3 separate regions of the Sus scrofa genome follow, and regions 2 and 3 are each linked to region 1. A link is a contact called in public HiChIP or PLAC-seq data. All regions are on one chromosome and are shown on one strand. The core of a region is the stretch at or near the end of the contact, and the rest is flanking DNA. Distances in the headings are between cores, read along the strand shown. Region 1 holds the start of TMEM164 (transmembrane protein 164). Region 2 has its middle 110 kb from the start of TMEM164. Region 3 has its middle 85 kb from the start of TMEM164.

Region 1 (3,645 bases), core at 516-3,015:
TTTTATTTGCCTTTTACCTATGGGGAGGGACAACATTCCCCTAGTCTCTGCTGAGTGCCTTATTGTTTGCCACTCTGCTAGGTGCCGAGATGGGGTTTAGAAAAGATGAAGACCCGTCCCTGCTGTCAAAGATCTGAGTGTGGGAGACAGAACTAACAATGAGAGAACAATGGAAGGCAGTATGTGATTCAGAATAAAATGAGTAGTGCAGGCAATAACGGCTGTTGAGGTTCAGAGGAGGGAGAGAGCTCTTGGGAGCTGGGGGTGGGGGTTGCGGAGAGTGCAATTTCACGTGGGCTCCGAAGCCTGGGTAGGCTTGTTTATGCAGATGTGGGGGAAGGCACTGAATGTGAGAGTGTTTGCACGTGTGCGGGCTTGCCTGCACCGATGTGGAACTGGATGAGGAGAACGGGGAGCATTTATTGAGCACTTTTTATGCACCAGACACTGCAGAGTGTGCTACCTAATTCAACTCATTTAAATGTGCATAATCCTAGGAATCAGATACTAGATAACTGACGACCCTTCAGCTGATAGATGGAAACTGAGGCCCCAAAGAGGTCAGTTGCCCAACTGGGAAGTAAGAGGAATTGAATCCTGGGTGGTTCAACACTTGGCTTATTCTACTTTTGGAAGAGAGGATTTTGTGCCTCAGGTGAGGAAGTTGGCCTGGCTCCAGTTACTAAAGAGGGTCATTTTGCAAACACAGGACCCTCCAGGCCAAAATCCCAAGGGAAGTTCAGCGGTAAGGAAGCCTTTTACTGAGTTATAACCTCATTGCTCCTTCCTTGAAGAGAGGAACCTAAGATCTCAGGCTGCAGTCAATGCCAGGAGCTCCACAGCTTTATTATCCTTAATGTTACGCTGCAGAGGATTTAACAAAACACCTATGAAAAATGAATTCAGTGGAGTGAGCTGCTAAACCAATTTTTTTTTTTTTTTTTTTTTTTTTAGGGCTGCATCCATGGCACATGGAGATTCCCAGGCTAGGGGTCGAATTGGAGCTACAGCTGCCGGCCTACGCCACAGCCATGCCAGATCCGAGCTGCATCTTCGGCCTACACCACAGCTCTCGGCAATGCAGGATCCTTAATCCACTGAGCAAGGCCAGGGATCGAACCCGCAACCTCATGGTTCCTAGCGGAATTCATTTCTGCTGAGCCACGACAGGACTCTGCCGCTGAATCAGTCTTGTTTGTCCTTGTTCTTTATTAATTAGCGTTTGAAGAGCATCAGGCCTATGGTAGATGCTGTACAAAGCTTGGAATTAGACAAGGCTACCTGGCTCTGCAGCTCTACTTGTGGGGAAAACCACACTTGTAAAGGATGGGAGGACAATAGCCTGATAACACATTAGACTGTATTTTATGTTTTGAGTCTGGCTTGCAGCCAATACCAGAAAGTGTTTCCCAGGCAAGGTGCCTAACCATGTTTTTCTGGATATTCTCCTAATTCTTTGTGAGTCTTCAATAAATATTAAATCAACACGAGGTCGATTCTATAAAGGTCTTTTTCCTGTTTCCTGCCCAAAGAAAAGTAAACCACAGTCTACGGGTAAAAGGCAGCAGGGAAGGGGGGCCCTGTTTCAATCAGCAGCCCTTATCCAATTCTTGGCCCCCACCCACACTGTCCTGGCCGGCCTTTCAGAGGCAGGACTCTTGGCCAAGTGCAGGTTGGGAAACAGCTGCTCCGTTGCAGGGAGGGGGGCAGGGAAAGAGGTCAGGGGAAGCTTCTTTTCCTTCAGCTCCAGTACGGTTGAGCAGGAAGGTGTGGCAGGCGGAGGTTAGAGGGAGAAACACCGGAGCAGAGCTGGAAGGGGAAGAGCCTAGCAAAGTAAGATGCCTCGTCCTAGGACTGGAGTGGAGGGTACGGCTGTGTCTAGAAAGGTGAGAGAAGATGCCTTCCTGGCCCTGCCCAAGTCGGCTGTTTTCCGAGTGGACCGGAGGAGAGGCGAGGAGTAGAAGATCCCACCCAACAAACCTCCCAAAGCCAAGCCTGCCCAGCCGCTCATCACTAGCAACGGCTCGTCCATTCCCCAAGAACTTGGCGAGGGCCGGCTAAGCGCCTACTAGGTGCAGGGCGTACAAAGATGTGTCCTGGGGAACCGGGTCATAGGAGGTGGAGTCGGTCAAAACGGCTTCGCGGAGGAGGCGAATTCCGTAGACCATGGTGCAGGAAGGTGGCCGTGCACGCGTGCTGGCTCGGCAAGTGCAGAACGCGAGGCAGGCCGGGGAGGAGGGGAAGGAGGCGGGGACTGAGCCCGGGGGAGGGAGGGGAGGGAGCGGAGAAAAGAGGGAGGGTGGGAGGTGTGAAGGGTGGGAGCGAATGTGGGGGGGAGGCCGGAGAGGGGGGAGGAGGCGCGGCGGGGTGGCCGCGGCTCGAGGGCGCGAGGGGGCCCGGGGCCAAGCCGGACGGGAGCGGGGAGGCGGTGGCGGCGGCGAGGGGGAGGAGAGAGGGAGGGGAAGAAGGAGGAAGCGAGCGCGGCTGCTGCAGGGGAGGAAGACCGGGAGGAGGAGCCGAGTGCGGCGGCCGCTGCGGCCGCCGGGGGAGCCGAGAGCCGGGGCGCGGGGAGCGCGGGGAGCCGAGTGGGCGCCCGAGCCGGGGCCGCGGGCCGAGCTGCCGGTGAGTGGAGCCCCGAGGGGCGCGGCGGCCCGTCCCCGGGGCCGGGCGGGAGGCGCGGGAGGTGCGGCGCCGGGGCGGAGGGAGCGGGCCGGCCGGAGCCCAGCCCCCGGCTGGCCCGGCCTCCCGCCCGCCTTCCCTCCCTCCCTCCCCGCTTCCTCCCGCCGCTGCCCGCGCGAGGGGGCAGGTCCCGGGCGGGCCGCGGGCTGGGGGAGGTGCTGCCTGGAGGGCGGGCGTCTGGGGCCGGGGGTGGAGCTGGGGGCTCGGGGGTGTACCCGGGGGCGGGAGGCTGGACCGGGACGGCTCTAAATTGGCTCGGAGGGGCCGGTCGGCGGCGAAGTTGCTCGCTGGGGGCAGAGACGGCCACGCGGTTGCAGGAGTAAGCGATCCCCTGTGGCGAGTGCGTGAGACGAGGAGTCCGGCGCCCCCGCCAGCCCTGTCGCCCTCCCCGCCTGCCCTGCCCCGCCAGCTCCCCTCCTGGCCTCCGCGTGTCCCTTCGCCGTCGCCCCCCGGTTCGCTCCCGCCGCGCTGCTGGGTCCCCTCGGCCCTCGCTCTGACCCTCCCGGCCTCCGACTTCCCCTGACCCCTCCCTGCTTGCTTCGCCACTGCCCCTGTTCCCCTTTTCCTCCCTCGCTAGTTACCCCTCCCCGCTTCGTAATTCCCGATGCAATTGCCTCTTTGAGACCTTTTTTTTTTTTCCTCTCCTTCCTTTTAGATTGGCCAACGGCTCGTTTCCACCCTGCCTCGTTGGTGGCCACTGGAGAAGCGCGGGGGGCTCCCCAGACAGCCGTGGGGACAAGTTAGAGCCAGCACTTTGCCCCGGGCCTCGCGTGTAGTTTCCCCGTCCCCTGCTCTCGGCGCCCCGGTGTCCAGAGGGGGTGCGGGTGCGGGGGTGTGCCCTCCGTACATGTCCCACCTCCAGGGCCACCCTCCGGGCTTGTGTTCCATCTCGCTCTTGCTTCCTGCACGGTGGTCGCGGGGAACCACCTTGCATCATGTCCCGGTATAGCTACCAAAGTCTCCTGG
Region 2 (3,645 bases), core at 388-2,887, 110 kb before region 1:
TTTCGATCTCCGTTTGATTAACAGTAAAGATAATACTGATAACAATAAAATAGCTGCCGCTGGTTGAGGCACTGCGACGTGGCAGGCACTGAACCCGCCTTATCTCGGTTAATCCTCACAGTACGAGCAGTAGAGACAGAAGCCCTGAAGTCAAGCTAACTTGAGTCTGAGTCTTAGCCCTGCCGCCTGGTGGCTCAAGCCACTAAGAAATATGAAATAAACATGAATGAATTAACCATTCAAGCGACATTACCAATTCATCTCAATGATGACTACGATGTGTATTTGTCTTACACACACACACACACACGAACACACACACGACAGTACTTTGAAGAAGCGTTATTATTACCCTCATCTTATAGATGAGGAAATTGACGTCACCTGAGGAATTGGTACAAGTTTACCAACTTGTACAGTTGCCAAGTGGCAGAACCTAAGTTCGAAACCAGTTGGCAGTACAGAGATCCTGCTGGGATGGTGGAAAAGTTCTGGAAATGGCTCCTCATGATTGTTGCACAGCATTGCAAATATGCTTAATGTCACTGAATTGTATACTTGCAAATGGTTAAAATAGCAAATTTTTTTTTAACCTTTTAGGGCCACACCCACAGCATATGGAAGTTCCCAGGCTAGGGGTCCATTGTGAGCTGCAGCTGCCAGCCTACCCCACAGCCACAGCAACCCCAGATCCGAGCCACGTCTGTGACCAACACCACAGCTCACCGCAAAGCTGGATCCTTAACCCACTGAGTAAAGCCAGGGATAGAACCCGCGTCCTCATGGATACTAGTCAGGTTCGTCACCGCTGAGCCACAACGGGAACTCCCTAAAATAGCAAATTTTATATTGTGTACATTTTATCACACATTAGGATAAAAACAGTTGTCAGAAGCGGGGATCTTAACCACTGCGTTATATATACTGCCTCTCAAGGAATATTAATTGAGTGCCTCTTGTTCATAAAGCCTCCAGTGTCACAGAACAAGCCCTAGATTTTTGATCAAAAGACCTCTGTTCAAATACCACATCTGCTTCTTGCTCATCGTCATGTCATCAGCAAGGGGTTGAGACTCGTCAGGGTTCTCAGGTGCAAAAGGGAACCATGTTCTGGGCAAGTCTCTCTCCAAGGGTTCCCATCAGTTGCAGACACATAGGTCCTGGTGACATTGCTGATTGACCTTGGTGGGGGAGGGGGCCCAGGCAGCTTTGAGCCCCAATGAGGAGGTCAGTTAAGGTTACCCATTCTTTCTTTCATCAAAGTGCAATGTGGCCACTGCTGGGTGGGAACATCTAAAAGGAAGTGAGACAGCTGCTGAGAGGGGAACTTGAGAAGAGCCTCCTTGGAAAGGGGAAGGAAGACGAGTTCATATTGAGATAGAACGTTTTCGGTGGGTGGAGGGCAGTAAACATAGATAAAGCCAGTGTTTTCACACACCGAGGGAAAACAAACCCACACCACAAGCAATCTTGGGAGCTACTCTTCCTGCAGAAGCAGATCACTCTTTTACCCAAGTTTCTTTGGAAAGGAAGCCCAAGTCCCCTTCATCCTCTTTGGACCCGCTATAGCTTTGCGCTGCAATCAATGGAGCAAAGAAATACTCAATGCTAGCCAAGTCCCCAGATACACCATGATGCTGTAAGAGGGGGTGACACAACAGGAAATCCACCCTCCTTCTCACTTCCTGGACCACAACCTCCACACCCTAAATTTCCCTAAAACTGTCACTAGAATTTCCAGGATGGAGAAATATGACCAGCGGCTGCTGCCCTTTATTGGAAAGTCAGACCTCATCAGAGGCTGCACAGCCAGAGAAAACCTTTGTGTCTTCATGGTTTGAAGCCCATTACACACGTTCTTTTTTTTTTTTTTTTTTTTTTTGGTCTTTTTTTTGTCTTTTTGACTTTTCTAGGGCCGCTCCCGTGGCATAGAGAGGTTCCCAGGCTAGGGGTCGAATCGGGGCTATAGCCACCGGCCGACACCAGAGTCACAGCAACGCAGGATCCGAGATGCGACTGTGACCTACACCACAGCTCACAGCAACACCAGATCCTTAACCCACTGAGCAAGGCCAGGGATCGAACCCGCAACCTCATGGTTCCTGGTCGGATTCGTTAACCACTGAGCCACAACGGGAACTCCTACACACGTTCTTAATAAGAACAATTCGGAGTGCCAGGCTACCCACCCATGGACATTTATCCTGGGGGGTAGAACGTGCAGAACATCTTGTCAGGGCACAAGGCAGAGCAAGTCCGCTACCCCCTCCACACAGGACAGAGAGTCCTATTACAGCCTGGAGGGAAAGTACAGGACGCGTTGTTATTCACCCCACCCTGGTCCCATTAACTAGGCTTAGTCTGTCCATTGGAATATAAGTGTTAACAGCCCAGCTGGGGTACTGGATGCTCCCTTTCTTTCTTTTTCTTTTTTTCTCTTTTTTTAGAGCTGTACCCGTGGCATATGGAGGTTCCCAGGCTAAGGGCTGCATTGGAGCTGCAGCTGCCGGTCTACACCACAGTCACAGCAACGCGGGACCCGAGCCACATCTGTGACCCATGCTGCAGCTTGTGGCAACGCCAGATCCTTAATCTGCTGAGCAGGGCCAGGCATCAAACCCTCATCCTCAGGGACACTAGGTTCTTTACCCTCTGAGCCACAATGGGAAGTGCAACCTGAGTTCTTATTTGCCTCTTTCAGCTCCACTGCAGCAATCTTATTGGCACCCACCTTAGTTCTCTATGACCAGATTGACTCAACAGGTTGGCTCCTGCTTCCACCCCCCATTTTGGCCAGGTCCCCCCATCTGGATGTCGGCAAGCGCTCTCAAATTCTCTTAGTTTCCCCACAGCCTCACACACTCACCTTCTGCCCATCCCCTTAGACAGAGCTGACCTGCTCCCTAAGGCTGGAGATGCCAGAGACCACCTAGTCCCCACTCAGAAGCACTGCTTATACTCTCCGCTCGCCACCATTGGGGCCACCACCTCAGATTAACAAGGGAACCCACTAGACTCAGACTTCTCAAGGAGTTCCTGTGGTGGTTCAGTGGTTAACGAATCCGACTAGGAACAATGAGGTTGTGGGTTCGATCCCTGGCCTTGCTCAGTGGGTTAAGGATCCGGCATTACTGTGGCTCTGGCGTACAGCAGCTACAGCTGTGATTAGACCCCTAGCCTGGGAACCTCCATATGCCGCGTGTGTGGCCCTAAAAAGACAAAAGACAAAAAAAAAAAAAATCCCAGACTTCTCAGATGCTATTATGACTGGAAACACTGGGTTCTAAAAGTTCTAAGGGAACACTGCATAAATCATATTCAGGGAGTTCCCTCATGGCACAGTGGGGTTAAGGATCTGGTTGTTGTCACTACTGTGGCTCTGGTTACTGCTGTGGCACAGGTTTGATCCTTGGCCTGGGGACTTCCATGTGCTGTAGGTGCTACCAAAAAAATATATATCTATATACATACACACACACACACACACACACACACACACACACATACACACTATATATATATATATTCTTTGTCTCCTTATTGACAGAAAGGCCATACGGTAAGACCTTTTTTAGCAAACAGAAAATATATTGGAATTTTGGTTGTACGATGTGGCCTAGGCTAGAATTTTTCAGATTTCCAAAC
Region 3 (3,645 bases), core at 710-3,209, 85 kb before region 1:
AAAAAATAAAAATAAAAAATGAGAAGATTTTGCATTTAAAAACAACAGCTCTTTCTCTCTCTGACTTACAGCAGAAATTGACAAGACATTGTAAATCAACTCTCATAAACATTTTTCAAAAAATCAGCTTTTAGCCGCTCTTGAGAATGTGGAAGCTCTGCCAACTCTAGGCCACAGTCTGACCTGTAGCCACGCAGGGCTGGAGCCGAGGAGCCACTCCAGTGCATAGAGCATGCGCGCTTCTCTAATTCACCTCTGACCCAGGACTTTCATCTTCTCGGCCCGGAATGGAGGCAGGCTGCCATTTGCAGTTTATTATCTCCCTTTGCACTGTTAGTGAAACCGAATCCCTCAGACGGGGACTCAATCCAGTCGCACCTCACGTGGGACTCGAACCCACACTCTCTGGCTTGGGAGGGGACTCGAACCCACACTCTCTGGCTTGGGAGGGGCCTCGAACCCAGTCTCCCAGCCAAAACCGCACACCTGGGATCTGGACTTAATGAAGCTCGGTTGGTTCCATTTCAGCGTGGAAGGAATTCAGCGAGAAGCAAAGTGACGGGTAAGACGTAGATTTACTGAGAGAGAGAGACGTACTCCATAGGCAAGTGAGAGGCTTGACATTTGAAATTTGGGGCTGGTGAGTTTTTAATGGGCTGGGTAGTTTCATAGGCTGTTTCAGGGAAGGGGCGGGGATTCCTCAGAATCAGGCCACCGGCCACTTTTTGCCCTTTTATGGTCCGCCTTGGAACTGTGATGAGGCCTGCGGGCCTGTCATTTAGCTAATGTGCTACCCTGAGTGCACAACATGTGAGCTCAAGGTCTCCTGGAAGTTGAATCTTCTGCCATCTTGGGCGTAATCAATTCTAAGCAGTTGATGTCGTGTTCTCAACAGCACTGTCATTCTTTTAAAGGTCGTGCCCTGCCCCTTCCCTCCTGTCTCCCTATTTCATAATTCAGATGGCTATGTGCTCTCTAGTTGGCTGCAAAGACTAGTGCACCACACCCACTAGATTGATTTCACTTACTTACCTGGCTCCTGTAGTCACTAGGTCTTTGTCCCCATCTCTGACCCCTACACCAAGGGCGCAAGCCGCTCTTAGACATAGGCAGGGCTTGTGGCTGCCAGCACTGATCAGCGAGACAGGTTGCCAACAGAAAGCCCCTATGCCTCAAAAATAGCTTTCTGGCCTGTCCGAAATTCACACTATCAGTCACTTTTGCGGTTAAAGAACCTAGGGTTCCCCTTTCAAAATGAAAACGTGTTAACGTGGGAGGGGCACCCCGTTATGTGGGTTTCCAGGAACCTGAAGGGGAGCAGGTCTGCAGCAGCAGGACTTGGGCAGGGATTTTGGATTGCCACCACTGTTCGGGTTACTTAGCAAAAGGGCGAAAGCGACGGAGAGAATGGGACAGAGACTAAGTCCACTCTGCTGAGAGGAGGCCAAGAAGCAGTGCTGGAGGAGCATGAGGGCACGCCCGGGGTGAGAGGCGCTGGTGGTCCTGCAGGTGGAGGAGGGATGGGAGTGCTGGAAAGTGTCCGCCTCTTGTGGCCAGCAAGCCCCGCAGAGAAAGAACGAATTCGTTCTTTCGAAAAGATGGCTTAGCTGCATGGAATTCACAGGTGGTGTGAGGGCTGGAGCTCTATAAACAGATCCTCTTGCAGTTACCAGAGGCTATTTTTTGATCCTTGCAACATCATATGCCAGGCAGACAGTGCCCCTGTTGGAAAGCAGAGTCAAGAGACACAGCAATGGGTAGCTCCCCTAGGGAGAGGGCTTTCTGTTGGTTTTTTCCGTTCCGGCACACTCTGCACTGCCCCTTCGCCATCCCCCTTCTGCAAGCCTGGCGTTTACTAGCAGCATCCCCTCCCCCACTCCCTGGAGCTCTGTGTGGTCTGTGGAAAGTCGGGTTGGATCCAGCAGCCAGGCAGCTGCCCAGACTAGCCCATCCACCACTCCCCGCCCTGCTTCTCCAGACACCAGCTGGATTCCAGGACTCTCCTGCTCCCATTGCCTCTTGGCCCTTGCTCGCAGGCAGCCTTCTTGCTTCTCTGACCTGGCTCTGCTTTCAGGGCTTCAATTAGAATGGAGTTCCCGTCGTGGCGCAGTGGTTAACGAATCCGACTAGGAACCATGAGGTTGCGGGTTCGGTCCCTGCCCTTGCTCAGTGGGTTAACCATCCGGCGTTGCCGTGAGCTGTGGTGTAGGTTGCAGATGTGGCTCGGATCCCGCGTGGCTGTGGCTCTGGCGTAGGCCAGTGGCTACAGCTCTGATTCGACCCCTAGCCTGGGAACCTCCATATGCCGCGGGAGCGGCCCAAAGAAATAGCAAAAAGACAAAAAAAAAAAAAAAAAAAAAGGGCTCAGGGAGTTCCTATTGTGGCTCAGCGGGTTAAGAATCTGACTAGCAATCTGACTAGCAACCTTAAGGACACGGGTTCGAATCCCTGGCCTCACTTCGTGGGTTAAGGATCTGGCGTTGCCCTGAGCTGTGGCGTAGGCCGGCAGCTGCAGCTCTGATTCAACCCCTAGCCTGGGAACTTCCATATGCCAAGGGTGCAGCCTTAAAAAGAAAGAAAGGGAGTTCCCGTCGTGGCTCAGTGGTTAACGAATCCAACTAAGAATCATGAGGTTGTGGGTTCGATCCCTGGCTTCACTCAGTGGGGTAAGGATCCGGCGTTGCCGTGAGCTGTAGTGTAGGTCGCAGATGCGGCTCGGATCCCGCGTTGCTATGGCTGTGGCGTAGGCTGGCGTCTACAGCTCCAAATAGACCCCTAGCCTGGGAACCTCCATATGCTGCAGGTGCAGCCCTAGATAAGCCAGAAAAAAGAAAAAAAAAGGGGGGGAAGAAAGAAAGGAAAGAATGGGCTTGGCAGTTCAGGGAAAAGGCAGTTTTGAACACATGGGGAGCAGAGTGGCCAGAGTTGGGGAGGGGATTGTTATTTTGGTGTTTCGGGAGCACCAAGCAGAGGTCTGTGCCGTCTGCCTGGCAAATGGGGAGGCAGTGGGAAAAAAGAGGTGAGCGGATGCAGGTGGGAGGAAGGGAAGGAAAAGTCAGGGGAAGGATGATGCCTGCCTTAATATCTGACTCCAGCTCTTCCCCTCTCACTGACCTCCACCTCTGGCCATGTCCCCTGTGCCTCTTGGGGAGTCCCACAGCTCCCCCCACCACCTCCACTTGTACAACACTGTTCAGGGAGGGGCTCTTGCCTCCAACTTGCCTCCTACTACCTGGGCACAGGCTGCATCATGCTGATTTACAGATTAGTCAGATGAGCACTTAACACCCACCTTCCCTCAGCCTTGGCAGCTTACATTTCCATGAGAGTGACAGGAAGGGCAGAAATACTTATTACCTACTTTATGTTATATTGAAGCCAGTCCTCCCAGGGCCCACACTATTCCCCTCCGGCACTGGTAGGTCCTTGGAGAGGCCGCGGGAACTTTTCAGGCCACTGGGCGTGCTTGGGAAGTGGTAATTTACCAACGTCAACCCTTGATTCCTCCTGCGATTTATCCACTTGGCGGATTATCTGAGGATAATGCCTTTCTCGAAGTTGGCCTCCCCTGCCTCCCAGCCAGTTTCAGAGCTGTCTTTCTCCTCTGCTCCCATGACAGCCTGTGGATGTGTGCTTAAGGAATGC

What was found. HiChIP or PLAC-seq counts read pairs in DNA pulled down with a chosen protein or histone mark.
Region 2: an H3K27ac HiChIP or PLAC-seq map of alveolar macrophages shows a contact between it and region 1. The contact joins the enhancer-like site here to the promoter of TMEM164 in region 1. A contact is called at or near these places in 5 of 47 Hi-C or Micro-C datasets (embryonic fibroblasts, epiblast stem cells, fetal heart ventricle and 2 more) and 1 of 2 datasets of contacts at active chromatin or transcription factors (alveolar macrophages).
Region 3: a contact with region 1 is called in an H3K27ac HiChIP or PLAC-seq map of skeletal muscle. The contact joins the enhancer-like site here to the promoter of TMEM164 in region 1. A contact is called at or near these places in 1 of 5 promoter capture datasets (liver), 5 of 47 Hi-C or Micro-C datasets (embryonic fibroblasts, epiblast stem cells, fetal heart ventricle and 2 more) and 2 of 2 datasets of contacts at active chromatin or transcription factors (alveolar macrophages and skeletal muscle).

Annotation. Positions count from the first base shown.
Region 1 is chrX:90,103,528-90,107,172 of Sscrofa11.1, forward strand. It overlaps TMEM164 (transmembrane protein 164), which reads left to right and starts at 1,766. Exons shown (of 6, transcript XM_021080004.1): 1 at 1,766-1,886. The coding sequence starts at 1,839.
Region 2 is chrX:89,995,499-89,999,143 of Sscrofa11.1, forward strand. No RefSeq gene overlaps it. Among named protein-coding and RNA genes, the nearest start is that of TMEM164, 110 kb to the right of the region's middle. Within about 2 kb of position 1,638, at least 6 of the 83 cell types and tissues checked have an H3K27ac peak or open chromatin away from gene starts, as enhancers often do. A contact at or near this core is called in alveolar macrophages, where this site is marked.
Region 3 is chrX:90,018,377-90,022,021 of Sscrofa11.1, forward strand. No RefSeq gene overlaps it. Among named protein-coding and RNA genes, the nearest start is that of TMEM164, 85 kb to the right of the region's middle. Within about 2 kb of position 1,960, at least 7 of the 83 cell types and tissues checked have an H3K27ac peak or open chromatin away from gene starts, as enhancers often do. A contact at or near this core is called in skeletal muscle, where this site is marked.